2 separate regions of the Danio rerio genome follow, and region 1 is linked to region 2. The links are chromatin contacts, called in public Micro-C maps. All regions are on one chromosome and are shown on one strand. Each heading gives the region's core, a stretch centred on a gene start, on an enhancer-like site or on the middle of the called end of the contact. The rest is flanking DNA. Distances are from core to core; before and after follow the strand shown.

Region 1 (5,446 bases), core at 1,880-4,379, 36 kb before region 2:
AGCATTATTTATCCCCTTCACAGCAGATGAGGACCCTTCTGGCCTGTTTGTTGTGTGTGTTTGTTCACCTGTCAGGTTAGCAGGGCACATGATGGATTTCTGGTGCCACACAGCACATTTACTCAGTGCCAGCGGGTGTCACCACACTTCACAGCCAAATGTTCCAGGGGGCTGAACCCCAGCTCTTGACCCCTGTATGCATCAATCTCTCAATTACACGGATTGGCCCTATACCAGTGCCATGTCACATGTGCCAATTCACGTTGGCATTTGTTTTGTTGCCCGTTTTCATGCAGCATTGACTCTTAATTGTGTGTTTTTAAATTATGAGGCTTGTGCTTCTTCTTTTTGTCTGTTTTAAGGTAACTGTTCACACAAAAATAGAAATTCAGTCACCATGTAATGTTATAACCATGTGTCATTTCTAACGTGTGTGACTTTTGTTACAACATAAAACATTTTTAAAGAACATTCTGGCCGTTATAACAGATATATTTTACATTTGACATCCATTTATGTCCCTTTGAAGTTTGGAAACTGTTGAATTAATGTGGAAAAACATATACAGGCAAAACAAAATAATATCGTAGCTCCTGACAATGTATTGAGGTCTCATGAAGCATAATGACCATTTTTATTTTTAATAATGTACAATGTATTGCACAGAACAATTGTTTGGCTTCAAAATACCTGAAACACATATTTGCGGGTGTTAACTTTGTTTAATCCACATGCATTTTCCTGGCTCTCATTAATTATTCATTCTTTTTTTTTTATGAATCAACAAAAAAAAAAAAAACAGTGTCTTTATCAATGGTCTTCATAGTATAAATGCTTTTTTTTTTAAAGCAGCAATCTAATAAATACATTTATTGTACTTAACTACCTAAAAAATATTTATATCTTATTCTGTAATAAATAAATATTATAAACTCTATTTATAACCCTAATGAATATGGAAATAGGCAGGGCTTAATTTGTGCCAGGACACGCGGGATGTGGCACCTATGAAAACTAGTACTGCACCTCATTTTACCAATCCCCCTCCTTAACCGCTCTTCTCCCCCATTCGCTGTTCACTTTCACTTTCTTCCGTGACTCTTCAATCTTCTTCACCTTCATACGCGACAACCCTGCGTTCTTCACTTTTGTCATTATGCCATCCGTCGACCCCACCCCTCGCAATTCACAAATTAAGCACTGGAAATAGGAAATATCTTACAACCCGTCTAGCTGCATGTTACAGTTTAAAAATATTTGACATTAAACCTTATGCAATATACATTACAAATCTTTGATTTGCATATTTTATTAATTGAATTCATCCTTACAGATTTTATCTAAAAAATTTTGTATTAAAGGTTTTGTATAAAGTTTCTAGAAAGATTTTGTATAAAAAGTATTATTGGACCAGTTATTTGTAAAATTTACTTTAAGCTTCACAAAAGGAAACTCATAAAAGTTTGGTACTGTATGAGGATGAGAAAATGATGATTGAATTTTATTTTATTTTATTTTTTCTCCTGTGGGTGTGATGTTCCTTTAAAATTGCCTTCCTGTCAGTGACTGTGTTTACATGGACATCAGTAATCAAATTATTTGCCTGATTTGAATAAGACAATATTATGGTAATGTTTACATGAGTTGCTTTTTGAAATTTCGTTTCATGATCCCGTTTTGTATGTCATAGCACATAATTCGATTAACGTCACTGCATCAGCATGCCATCCACGTTTTCTCTGGAGTTTTATGTAATTTTGCGTGTTTAATTCTTATTTGTTGCTTTAACTGCAGTTTGCCACTTTCACTTTCATTCAGGAACATTTTATGCATGCCCCCATGACAAACGAGATATTGGATGCGAGTATGAACGCTGGAAGAGTGAATTTAATAAAATTTGATATTGCACGTCGTTTGGGGAGTAAAAATCTGCATTTCTCGATGCAGGTGTCTTTGGTCCTTCACTGACCTGTAGGTGCAGAGAATAGTATCAAACAACCGTGTGTGTATATCCTGTCACAAAATGCAGCGAAAATCCTACATGACAGCGGTGTTTACATGTCTGTACTGCACTTCAATAATGCGACTTAAATTGGCATACTCCACATGTCTTAACCTGATTTTTCTTTAGTTGGATTATGATTTTAATCGAATAATATTAATAAAAAATCGCTGTTTAAATGGTAGATTCTTAATCCGAGTATTGTCTTAATCATATTAAAATCAGATTATTGGTGTCCATGTAAAAATACTCACTGAAAGCTGGTTTATGCTAACTTCATCTGTTTGTTCTTCTCCGAACAAATTTATAACGCCATCAACCATAGATACTTTATCTTCAGAGCAGGCATCAGCATTAATAGAGTGAAGGTAGACGCTACATTAAAGCAGACCACCTGCTATTTTCATTTTCCCGCTGATGTTGATTGAGATAGCAGGCAGCTTTCGCATCCTCCACGCGATCGCTTGGTCTCATCATAATTACGTAATTAATTCTACACGTTCCCTGTAGTGTCCTTCTCTTCCCACACCACCTCGATTTATTACCTCCGAGCCTGGAGCACTGCTGTCCAACACTAATGCTCTTATAGCTTTTAATGCCATAACGAAGGGCTATGATTACTTTAGGGACCGAGGTGAAACGCCTACTCCCTCATGGGAGTGGAGAAGCAGGTTTTCGGCCTCCTGGGCCCAGATTCACCCTCCCTAACACAGCAGAAGGCCAGCGTGATGAAGAGTGGACCCTTGATAAGCAGCGTCCTCTGGGAGACGGGACAAGGCACACTTCTTTAAAAAAAAAAAACCTTTTCTGCCTTGCCAAGTGACGGCATTCAATGCAGGACGCGTACATGTGCCTCCCGCGTTAGTCCGCCTCATTATTAGGAGCTGCATCACTCAATTTGCACAAGATGGCAACTGGCCAGTCTCTTTCACATGAAGTTATGTTTGTTATGCGACTGCAGAGACTAAAAAAATAAATCTTCCCAGTGTGTTTGTTTGAAACCTTGGAAACTGCTTGCTCGGTTTTATTTGTATAATGTTTGGAATTTAATGACAGATTCACCATCACCTGGGTCTGTTATCTAAAATGACATGTGTAGTCTTGTAGAGTGTTGATTGAGATGTATGTGGAGGAGGAATTGTTTTGCTTGAGCTTAAACGGACAAAGATTTCATAACAACTTACAGCTACATAGTGATCAGGAAATAAAATTAGAAAGCTGTTTAACATGCTCTGGTGTGAAAACTAAAAAGTATACATTTTTAGTTTATTTCCATTATTATACTGCATTGGAAAATGCTACTGATTCAAACTTTTAAGGAAAATTATCTTGAGGCTTTTAAACCTAGAAAAATAACTGAAAATAAGTTTGTCTAATAGATTTTGGTTGGATATTTGTTTATTTTTGTCTGTTTGGATGTTTTTATCTGTTGACTAGGAGGAAAAATTACAGTGAAAGTGACTAAAAAATACACAAAAGCAAACAAAAAGTGCTCAGGGGCAGCTTAAATAATGTGTTGTTGCTCTGTAGGTAAGGGGTTCATCAAAATAAACAGCAAAAACCAGTTCAAGGCACTCGAAAAATGTGGAAAAAATATTAAAAAGCCTTTCTTGACATGGCTATTTCTTATAACTGTGCCTGTTTTAGGAATAGTCGTGTCAATAAAGGCTTTTTAATATTTTTTCCACATTTTTCGAATGCCTTGGGCTAATTTTTACTATTTATTTATTACTTTTAATGTCACTTGCATGTTAAATATGTCAAATATCTGAATGGTAATATACTTATTTTTCTCTCTTTATATAGTATACTCTATGTAGGGTTGTGCGATTTAATTAAAATCATATCGAAATCATGATTTAAATGTGTGAATTCCAAATAGCCTTACAGCACAATTTTTTATGATCTATGCATGGCAAAAATATTTGTAGAGTGTGGACATGTTAAAAGTAGACGCAACTACTACTAATATTTGCTCAAGCAGGACCTCAGAGCCTTACTTAAGTTTGACGGCACACACACACTACTTAATTTATTTGTTTTGTCATAGGCCTGTTCTAGAGACAAATTGTTACACTTTTATTAGATTTCTTTCATTTTTTTCCCTTTTGTCTGTTTTAGAGACATGTTACAGTAGGGCTGGGCGACTTAATCGAAATCAGCATTTAAAACCTCTAGTCGATCTAATTTTTCCAGGAAAATTTTATCAATTACTTTCCCAAACCGTTTGTGAAGTCACGTGACCCTGCTCTGTTAAGACTAAATTATACTTCTATTATGATTTATACTTATAATATTATGATATTATACTTCTGCCAAAGGCAGGTGTGCAGTCCTGCGCAGCCTTCGCCTTCTCAAGAAAAAAAATGTAATTACATCTCGCACCGACGCCTAGCGCAAGCTTTGTGATTGGTCTGTTTGGTAGCAGGGTGGCGCAGAGAGCCGAGTTTTAGGCAATGTGTGGTTTAATTTATTTGTTCAGCGTTGATGTTCAATAAATAACGATAGATAGTAGATAGTGTGTGTTTACTTTTAATTATTTTAAAATCAAGTAATGCACCCTACATTCAAAAATCTCTCACTTGTGATATGTGTTACCGTACAATTACTTTAAGGGCAAAAACATAAAATAAATACATAAAATAATCTCTCACTGATCGTAATAGAGTTAAAATGTTCAATTAATTGAGATTTTGATATTAGGCCTAATTGCCCAGCCCTATGTTACATTAATTTTCTTTTCAGCTTAGTCTCTTTATTAATACGCGATTAAATCAGCGATTAAAGATTTAATTATTTTTAGTTGAAAATACGTTTCAGTTTCACACTGTAAAACGTCTTTGTGTGTCAAAATCGTGATTAGAATTGAAATAGCAATATTGTTCAAGAAAATCGTGATGAGTTCCTTTTGCCTGTATCGCAAAGCCCTAATTCTATATACATAGTATAGTATATACTATTCTATACATTTACTGAAAAAACTGATTCTAAATGATATTTATTGTGAAAAGAACCACTGTTCCTCTTCAAAAAAAGAAAACCATCTTCAGTAGTTTGTTGTTCTTATTCCGTCTCTTGTTTGTTTCCCTTGAAACAATCACCCAGTTCAGGGTTGACTCCACTTGGGCAAATTAATTAGCGCACAAACAATTCAAGCTGTGCACACATTGTAAAAATCAGGTGCTGTGTGTACATCACACACTGTTCTGAAGAAATCCACATCAAAAGCAAACAACTGCTAAGCAGGATAGTGGATCAGATTTGTGGGGATTTTTTTTGACAGTGATTTTTGTTGTTTACTTCAACCTTGTGTCTTTGTACTTGGAGAATAGTTTGACCTCGAGCATAAAATGCCTCATTAGCAATTTGTAAGTCATCCAGAAGACACTAGCCCATGTCTGGTACTCTATCCACACAGAACAGTTAGATCCCCATAACACAGCA
Region 2 (4,823 bases), core at 2,234-4,733:
GCGCGCGTACATTCCGTGTGGGCCTAGGAAATTTTACTTGAGGGATTCAAGCAAATAATCTACAGAAATAATAGTAGCTGTTTTGTGTATGTTTGGCATAGAAGGGAACAGTCATAAAAATTAGTCAGTTCTGTGTTTTGGAGGGATAGTTTATCCAAAAATGAAAATATTGTTATTTATTTAATCTTCCTTTACTTGTTCCAAACCTGTTTTGGTTTCTTTCTTCTGTTAAAGACAAAATATATTTGGATGAATATTGAAAACTAGTATAGGCATTGACGAGTGACGACTATAATATAAAATAGAAACTCATAAAGGAGAATAGAACACTTCACAAAGACGTAGAACCAAAAGGCGTGTAGCCTTATGGTGAGTGATTTTCATTTTAGGGTGAACTCTATCCCTTGCGACTACATAAAATGTGTTTCCCTTCCCTGCTAAATGATTCGCCAGGTTCAGAGCTTAACCCTAACAGAATGTGTCCTAAAAGTGTGAGCAAATGACATGTGGATAAATTGACACCTCAGAGCATGATGCACGTGCAGGGAGCCTGGGAACCGGTCCGCGCCGGGCACCGCGTGTCGCACTTCACACCTAGGCAGAGGGGCACCAATTCACATTTATGGATGCGCCTTCTGCCACTGGATCACACCTCACCATAGCTGTCGCCATGTGTCATTCCACCCCCATGTGCCAATCCTCCTCCTCCCCTATATGAGCCCATTCACAGACACGCTTCACCCCGCCAAAGCGACGGCTCTTACACCGTTTGGATGTCGGACACGTGGATGGGAAAGTGTTAAGCACTGACGCGCAAAGCAAAACATGGAGCGCTTAATTTTGTAAGCCGCAAAAGCAGGCGATGAAACCATTACGTTAGTGAGTTTATTACACTTATAAATGTCCCTGGGGGAAGAGGGGGTTCGTGTTAGTTTGATCTACCATTCACCTATATTGGGGGACATCAGAGATGCTCCATGCGTGTCTTCGATTGAGCCAGATGGCTATTGATTTTGTGACTTTTCCCCGCTTTCCCCTCATCACTCTCTTTGTCGAATGAACATAATGGGCACACGACACCTATTTTGCTGAACATGTACCCCATTGCGCGCATCAATACCAGTGGATGCGCTTCATGGGACGGGGCCAGGTCAAGAAAAAAAAAAAAAAAAACAGCAAACGTCCTGCTATTTAAAAGACACACATATACATATAATTTTTTAAAATGATTTGAAAGACATAGGTGGTGCTTTCACAGAAATAAATTAATTCAGCCTAAACTACTTTGCTACAATGGTAATAAAGAACATTAAAACGTTAAACACTTTTTCCATATTTTGATTTAGCTATCATTTATTTCTATTAAAGTATTATGTAACCACTTATTTTTTTCTTAAGTGTTTCTTGCTACTATAATGTCGTTTTGAATAAGTAATTGCACGGCGTCCTTTCATCTTTGTCATCAAAATATCTTAGTTCTTGTATGATGTTTTAATAAGATTATTTAGTAATTTACTAGCACACACTCCTTAAAATAAAGGTCCCAGTAAGAACAAAAGGGGTTTCACGTGATGCCAGAAAACTTTTGGTTGCCCAACCTTTCAGTGAATAGTTCTTCAAAGATTTTTCATAAATTTCAATAATTTAAAGAACCTGTGGAACTTATGTGGAACCATATGTGGCAGTAAAGAACCTATATTTTAAAGACTTTACTTTGAGCTATGTTAAAAAAAAGCACCCTGTTTGGTCACACTTTATTTAGATGGTCCGTTGAATTTGTTACATTGCATCATTAGATTAAGTAGACTGTTAAGTTGGGGTTAGGGTTAGTGTAAGTTGGCATGTACTTGCAAGGTTTCTTATAGTCAGTTAAATGTCTGTTAAAGGAGCAGTAACAGATATTAAGCAGACAGTATTGGACCATGAAAATAAAGTGTTACCCCATGTTTTGCTAAACAGTTATTTACTATACTTGCCTTTTATACAGATAATAACTCTTAAATGCTAAAGTATGTTGTTATATCAACACTGTTAATCATGATGGTATTCAAATGAACGACATAATTCGTAGAGTCCCTTCATTTACTCGCCTTTTCTTGTTTACACAGATAATAAGTTTTGTTTACGTGTTCACCCTTGTGTTTATCAAAAGCCAAGAAACCAGACGGTCTTGATAATTGTCCGACAATAAATTAACAATAGCGGACCTTCTTAACCCCCCTAATCATATGGTGCCGTCCAGTGGGCAAAGCGTGCCTGGGGTAAAGATGGGGCCAGCGGAGGCACGCGCTGCTCTCATTAGAATCACAATAGAAAATCACTAAAGCACGAGCAACAGTTTGGAACGCCGCGCATTGTTAGCGCGTGTCTCCTATGTTTATCCCTCAACATGACCCAAAACACAGCGACAGAATATTCATTTAATACTCTGACGTAAAAAATTAACTCGCAAAGTAATTTATTGTTTGTTATTTTAATTTTATTTATTTCAGCACATCTGAGTAACATTTCAGATGCATGCAAACTTTGATTTCATGCATACAAGCTACGGATTGAATAGCCTACGTTTTTTTTTTTAATATATAGACTTTATTAAAATGAATGCATCAGAGGCTAGAAAGCATGCAAGGTGTGGTGATAACGCGGTGTGTGTAATACACAAACCAAGATTGCGAAGCGCAAACACAGTGCGCAGGTGCGCGCAGATTATCATACAGCTGTATTGAAAGCCCCCTCCCAGCACACGTACACACACTCTTACTCCAGAAAGCAATTATCTGCAATCTTAAATGTTCTATGCAACCCCCACCATTTCGCCCTCTTTACCAAAGACCTACAATCCAAACCCAAGATAACAAAAGAGCCCTCCGGATCTTTCCAGCGCACAAAAAAGCGCTTGCCGGTTTAACGACTCACACGCGTCAGAACAATTACAGATTTTAGAACTGAATTAAAAGGGATGTGCCAATCCCCTCCACCCAAAGCCCCTCCGCGATCGCAGACGAATATTCTTAAGACAAAAACAAACTTTTAGAGAATTGCTTGGCACGCGACATTGTTAAAAATACAATGGACCGGTAGTCCAAATTAAATTATTATTTTTTTCACATAATACAGGGCGGAACAGTTTAATAACCTCATTAATATGTTTTTAGTTTTTTTAAAGTTCAGAATGTATTCCTATAATGTCCAGGAAAACAATATGTAAATTGTGATTTGGCTTTTGTTATAATTTATAAACCAGCATGAGATAGGCCTAATTTGATATCTGGTTGTGGTTAGCGTGGGTTTCCAAAAAGTTTTTAGGCTTACAAATTGTTTCAGCGTTCATGTAATATCAGTTTTACTATAAAATGAACGTAAAGCGTCATGACGTATAGTTGCTAATCAAATAATTTAATGAAAGAACATTTATGACTTCATTTGCATTGGCCACGCCTCCTACCGGTCGCTACAAAAGCCAAGCGCAGCCTTCACTCCATAAGAAACGTAACTGAAGGGTCCAAAGTCCCCTGGAGCTAGAAATCTGTTTTTATTTGCTTTGTAGGCTCCAAACACATGCGACATTGAGATACTTTTTTATAAGAAATGTTCATTCGTTTAACTTTTTAACTTTACGCATTTTTACAACTACTTTTTCCCTTTAAATCGTGGATAATACTACAAACATTCATATCGGACTACTCTCACAGTCTGCTATCGTTCAGTAGCAGACAAGAAGGCAAAGATGGCTCGTGTTTTATTAACGTGTTTTTTTATTTTGATATCATCGCATCTGGTGAGTATTCAGAATTATTATTTGATAGTCAGCTGTTCTCTGACAACGTATAGGCTACAAAGAGTGCTACAATTAATCCTGTTTTAATTCTCATAGGGGAAATCATCCGGTGTGTTTGAGTTGAAAGTTCTGTCTTTCACAAGCACGAGCAGTGTGTGTAAAGGGTCCAGCGACTGCCAGATCTTTTTCCGTGTTTGCCTGAAGCACTCGCAAGCACTCATATTACCTGAGCCGCCGTGCACCTACGGCACCGGAATGTCAGAAATACTGAGCGCGGACTCCATCTCCAGCAGTGCGTATATAAGCGTGCCTTTTAATTTCAAGTGGCCGGTAAGTAGTAATAAATCTTATACGTACGATTCGTTGTCAGCTCTTATGTATGTGGCATATAGATGTATTCGTGTATTACTTAACAAAGTGTGCTGTGATTACAGGGAATCGTCTCTTTGATAATCGAAACCTGGAACGCAGAAACCTCTGACCAGTCAACAGGTAGCCTATACGCGTCCACTTTTTTTGCCTCACCTGCGTAGTTTTAGAAATAAACAAAATATGTATGCGGTCGCCCCCTCCTATTTTTTAACAAACAACTCATTTAATTAATTTCAGAGAATAACAACAACATGATAAGCCGTTTGGCCACCAAAAGAAGACTCGCTATCGGTGAGGACTGGTCTCAGGACGTGCATCTCGGTGAGCAAAGCCAACTGCGCTTTTCTTATCGTGTCGTGTGCGATGAATTCTACCACGGCGAGGAATGCTCGGATTTCTGCCGCCCACGGAATGATACCTTCGGCCACTTCAACTGTGACGCCGCTGGCAACAGAATTTGCCTTCCTGGATGGAAAGGCGATTATTGCACCGAACGTAAGTGTTTATGAATAGCCATAGTACATTGTTTTTTGGGGGAGAGCAAAAGGAAATCAGCGAAAATAACGCGGGCAAGTTCAACGGCTTCTTCAAACGTCCAAGTTTGCTTTTGTTCACTGTAACAATAGAAGCAAAGAGCACAATTTAACAAGCACACGCGCTGAAACCTAATATG

What was found. A called contact is a pair of places that touch in the nucleus more often than the background predicts.
Region 1: a Micro-C map of caudal fin shows a contact between it and region 2, with 3 times the contacts expected there. The contact joins the enhancer-like site here to the promoter of dlc in region 2. A contact is called at or near these places in 1 of 18 Hi-C or Micro-C datasets (caudal fin) and 1 of 4 datasets of contacts at active chromatin or transcription factors (gastrula embryo).

The regions. Positions count from the first base shown.
Region 1 is chr15:22,996,289-23,001,734 of GRCz12tu, reverse strand. The region is part of intron 4 of timm50 (translocase of inner mitochondrial membrane 50 homolog (S. cerevisiae)); the gene reads left to right. Among named protein-coding and RNA genes, the nearest start is that of timm50, 24 kb to the left of the region's middle. Within about 2 kb of position 3,129, at least 2 of the 62 cell types and tissues checked have an H3K27ac peak or open chromatin away from gene starts, as enhancers often do. A contact at or near this core is called in caudal fin, where this site is marked.
Region 2 is chr15:22,960,788-22,965,610 of GRCz12tu, reverse strand. It overlaps dlc (deltaC), which reads left to right and starts at 3,483. Exons shown (of 9, transcript NM_130944.1): 1 at 3,483-3,778; 2 at 3,875-4,108; 3 at 4,213-4,270; 4 at 4,388-4,645. The coding sequence starts at 3,728.